Regions from separate parts of the Solanum lycopersicum genome. Here region 2 is linked to region 1. The links are chromatin contacts, called in public HiChIP or PLAC-seq maps. All regions are on one chromosome and are shown on one strand. Each heading gives the region's core, a stretch centred on a gene start, on an enhancer-like site or on the middle of the called end of the contact. The rest is flanking DNA. Distances are from core to core; before and after follow the strand shown.

Evidence for each region. HiChIP or PLAC-seq counts read pairs in DNA pulled down with a chosen protein or histone mark.
Region 2: an RNA polymerase II HiChIP or PLAC-seq map of leaf shows a contact between it and region 1, with 4 times the contacts expected there. The contact joins the promoter of LOC101247995 here to the enhancer-like site in region 1. A contact is called at or near these places in 3 of 8 Hi-C or Micro-C datasets (leaf and leaf mesophyll) and 1 of 1 datasets of contacts at active chromatin or transcription factors (leaf).

Annotation. Positions count from the first base shown.
Region 1 is chr3:52,782,013-52,784,712 of SLM_r2.1, reverse strand. No RefSeq gene overlaps it. Among protein-coding and RNA genes, the nearest start is that of LOC101247798, 30 kb to the right of the region's middle. Within about 2 kb of position 1,437, at least 2 of the 2 cell types and tissues checked have open chromatin away from gene starts, as enhancers often do. A contact at or near this core is called in leaf, where this site is marked.
Region 2 is chr3:52,826,302-52,829,001 of SLM_r2.1, reverse strand. It overlaps LOC101247995 (metacaspase-1), which reads right to left and starts at 1,403. Exons shown (of 5, transcript XM_004235157.5): 1 at 718-1,403. The coding sequence starts at 1,084.

The DNA.
Region 1 (2,700 bases), core at 188-2,687:
TATTTATTCATTTAAAATGTGAAAGGACAATTATGCCCTTAAATACCTATTTATTCTTATTTATATAAATTTTTTTCTGAATTTTACAATTATTTACTTAGCGTGAAATACACGTGCATTGAATGTGTTTGAGAACTAGTACTATAAATATTTTCTTCTTGATCCAAAATATTATAAAATCAATTTATCCAAATTCAAGTGATACATGTTTCTTTTCATGATTCAAATACTATAAATTTTGATCAGTATTATTTTAAGCATTTAAGATGATACGAATCACAACTTTTAATACTTTTCATATCTAGTTTCTAAATAACTATTTATTTAACAATTGATATAATTCCATCTAACTTCAAATAAAAGTTAAAATATAGTGTTCTCACAAAAAAAATAATATTTGGAATGTTTATTTGAGTTACGTGTCAAATAACTATCGGGTGTATTATCATACAAATGTACACATGATGCACACCAAACATAGAATAATAACGCCTAAGTTTCTCCGTCAAATTTTATTGTTACAAGTCTATGAGTACAATTGTTAGGATCTTCTTCAAGGTTTCTACTTGAATACATTTCCTCTCTATGTTACATACTTCACTCGTATACTTTTTTTTTCTTTTTCTTTTTTTATTGTGAACTGTTCTTTAAAGTGTAGCGAGAAGAAAAATGGGGGATGCTTATGGGAGTTGTCAATCACAACTTCCTCAATCTGCTAGATTGCTCAAACAACTGCACCCTAAATATGGTATTAACACGTTCCGTGTTTTATGACAGCTTATATTTGATTAGGAGGCGAAATAATTTTGTAAAAATAATTTTTAATGTTGCTTTGAAATTAAATTATAATTATCTCTTAGTTTGCTAGAAATTATAAAATCCGAAAATCATTTTTGTTTTTTCATTGATTGAGATCTACATCTAAACATTTGGAATAGTTACAATTGTAGATTGATAAATGATGAAATTTTAAAGAAAGAGAAATACATTGAAAGTTAGAGGAAAATATTTTTGTCATATGTGTTAGACTTTTACGAACTTTGGAGATAGTAAAGAAGATAAGTTCCATTGAATCGACATAATAATCCCATTTTTCTTTGTGTAAGTCATTGGTTAATTTAAAATTTTCCTTATTGAGATTTGAGAACAATAAATATAGTGCCTAAAATTTATAATTGAAATCTCTAGGTGAATTTCAAACCCCCTTAACCGTCGAACCTAACTCTACTCTATTTATTTAGGGGAGTAAAAATCTACATGTGTGTAAAAATAAATTAATTACCATATATATTGGGTAATATTTTATCAAGGGGATTCAGGTGAACACCCTCCCACCCCTAGATCCACCCATATTATAATTTTCTTAAATCTGGATGACAATAGGGTAGGTGAAGACTTGTCTTGCTGCATTTTAAATTCTTCTTTGCCCTGTTTGCTTATTTTTCTACTAGTCATTGGCACATGTGTTGCACGTGTGAGCCATAAATTTGTTTTATTCTCTATCAAGAGATATTTGTAAAGTAGTATTGTCATGAACGCGTGTGATATGATGTAGAAGAAGGAGAAAATACATAATTGCCCCATTAAATTTATATCTATTTTTTCAAGTAGACATTTGAAGTTTGTAAGAGTCCTATTACCTTCACGAAACTATTTTCAACTGATATAAATATACCATTTTGACAACAATGTTAATCTCAAATCCCACGTGTGTGTTCACTCTCAACGAAATAATATTATTTTATTACTATCCATTAATAAAGAATTGGGTAAAACCCGAACCATTCACATAATAATCCACAAAGCATAGGAAAGACAATCCAAATGCATATTTTATTATGCAAGTACAATGGCTGAGAGATGGAAGAATAACCAACCCAAGCTACAAGGAGGCAAAATGCCACTGAAGCCAATTTAACATAAAACTTTGCTATGTTATAATAAAACGTTAGAGGATGATTATTAATGTGTTCTGGAAAAAGAAAATAATAGGTCGTAAAATATTTCCACCTAACGAATAAGTAATTTATCAGATAAAATCCGTTGAAATAAATCAATATGTTTTTATATAATGATCAAACAATAACAAAATAAGCAAAATTGAACAATTTTAAAAAAAACAAGAACAAAAGTTCAAATAGCTGACTACAAATTCCAAACTTCCCAAGGAATAAACAGAAAACAGGAGAAACAAAGCCCAAGGGAACGTACTTGGGCTTTCACTTCAACGATGAATAATAGTTATACACCAAGCAACAATAGGCAATTTGCAACAATATAATTAAGATAACATTGTGACAAGTAACATCAAGGAAATAATAATATCAAAATCAGACATGATTAAGAAAAGCAAATGAAATTAGCTAGATAAAGACATACATATGGACATAGAGCGGTTCTTGATAAATAAAGAGGAGAAAAAAAATATTTACCTGATGTATTTGAATGAGGAACAACAAAGAGAAACCGATTATTTTTAATAAATAAATATTTAAGTAATATTGTAGGGATAAAACGATAAATAAACATTGTAATTAAACTCTGCTACCTTGTAATAATATATGATTCAATTTGGATAATAATGTTTTTTTAGATGAACATTCCTACTAGGAATTTCTCTCCTTAAATGATAATTGCCTTAACATTATTACAAAATATTATTGTAATTTCAAAATAGAGTTAATACAAAATTTTAGTATT
Region 2 (2,700 bases), core at 154-2,653, 44 kb before region 1:
ACCAGGGACGAGGAAATATACTTGAATAATATTAGTTGGTTTTGACATTTATTAGTCATTGCAGTCGTTCAAATAGCAAATAGAAAACATAAACTAGGGGTGGCAATTCGGCGGGTTGGATTAAATTTGGACGAATCATAATGAGTTAAAGACAATAATCGGGTTAAAATATAATCCAATCCCAATTTTCTTGGTCAAATTGAGTGAGATAACGGGTTATATATCAGGTCAAAATCCAACTCAACTCAATTTTTACTAAGCTTAATTGTTTTATATGTTCTTTTAAACTATTTTAGTATCTAATAAAATTATTCTCTTTCTTTATTATCACTATAATAAAAATTGCAAATAAGAGATTTTCAAAAATATTTTGACAAGATTTGTCCTAAGCCAATTCAGGTACAAATCAACCAAATCTTTTTTATGGGTAAAAATGAGTTGAGCTAACGAATGTACCAATCAATAACCAATCCAAACTTTACCGGATTGAACGGATTAGACAAGTTGGGTTAAAGATTTTACCATCCCTACATAAAACTCTTTGTTAGACAATTTTTTGAATCCCTCTAATAGCTGGAGTTCACAAAGTTATCAAATGCAATTTAATCTCTTTGTTAAAAAAGGGACACAGTAGGCATAATCAATAGAAAACTACGTCAGAATTGTAAATCAAAATCAGGATGAAACGAGTTAAAATTGATTGAAAAGATTTAATACCAGTAAGCATGAGAATAGAGTCTTGAGGAAAGTTGAATCGATTGGTGAGCAAAAATTTCATACATTTAGCATCATTAATACATCCCTTCAGTTCATTCCTCGTATTCGTATACGAAATACCTACGATGACCGCCCTCTTTCGTGACGATGAATTTTGACCGGAACTATAAGTAGATGGAGCAAGAGCAGGAGAAGGAGAAGAAGGGGGATAGTAGTGGTTATTGTAAGCGGAAGGGGGTGTTGGCGGAGCAGCGTGAGGATCAGCAATTAGTGTGATGGCTCTGCAGATGGCGCAGCGAATGGACTTTGCACCTGGTGGGAGTTGTAAGGGGGTGTGACACTTGGAACAATTGACAAGCATCATCATGTTTTTTCTTTCTTCTTCTTGTTTCAATTAATTTGATAAATTGAAAATGGTGATGCTTTTATGAATTAATAATGGAATTGGTGGATTAAATTAAAAGAGTGTATTTATTTATTTATAGAGAAAAAAGAAATGAAATGAAAAAAAGAAGTGGGAGTTGGTAAGAAGGAGAACGGATGAGGAGACGAAGGCTCCGTGTTGACTTTCTTTCAGACTGCTACTCTCTACTCTGATGGCTACCATAATTAGCTGATAATTTGATTATTTGAAGTAACTTAACTTTAACCTCGTTTGTTGTTTGTATTAAAAAAATAAATATCCTAAAAGATACGTAGATATCTTCCGTAATAAATATGCCCTTCACTTTAACGGAAGACAAAATAGGAACACATGGCCAGTGGCGGATGCCTTTCACTCTAACGGAAGACAAAATAAAAACACATGGCCAGTGGCGGATCTAGGATTTTAAGGTTGTGGGTGCTCTGTAAAAAATATGTGTTAACAATGAGATTTGAACCTTGGTACAACAATACTAAAAGAGTTTTAAGTACGCTCTATGTTAATTTTATACAAATATCTATCAAAATCTACACACACACGCACACGCGCGCGCACACACATAGTAACAAAGTTAATGGGTGCTCGAGTACCCGGCGGACACCATGTGGGTCCGCCCCCGCACGTGGCGCAATCTTATCTATCAATTCGATGTCGAGTGGGTGAATAGTTTATGATATGTATATTTTCATTAGTATCAAGGGTATATATACTCTAGTTCTTTAACGCAGAGGCACCAATGTCCCTAAAGTGTGACAAAGGGTATCTGCACATCATTTACGATAGTTCGGGATATATTTATTTTTTTTCCAAAAAAAGAAAAAAATAACTTGATATATCCCTCATTACAAAAGTAATTTATATATCTTTATTAAAAATATCATGTACTTGATCTTTTCACACATAAATCATTTTTTAACTTTTTCGATTATTATTATTTGAATTTTTTTTTTAATTCTTTAGTGTAAAAATAAGAGAGAGAAAAGGAGTGAAGGAAATGTAAATGGAAAAAATTGAAAATTAATAGTTGAAAAATTAAAATATTTTTGGCAACTATACTTAAATTTAATTTTCCTATCTATAAAATAAACATTGTGATACCTATAATAAATTTGATTATCAAACTAATAAATTCAAATTAGTGTATTAATAAAAATAGATAAAAGAAATAAAAATTGAGGAGGACTACACATACCCCTACATGAATATGATTTTAATAAAAAATAATTTATGATTATTTTTTCACTTACGAAGGATATATATGAACCATTTGTATAATACTATGCATTATAATAAAAATGATCAAATATGTATTTTTAACGGCAATTGTCACTCTTTGTATATGTCCCTAAAGCCTTTAGCTACATTGGTTCTATTGACACTTAACTAATACCGGTAAAGACTTTATCATTCCTTATTAATGTCAATATTTAATATCGCTAAAAGTTATTTTTGTTATATTTATATATATATATATATATATATATATATGAGTTACTTTTATAACGAGAAGTATATCAATTTTAAATAACAAAATAAAAGTATATCAAACTTTTTTTCCT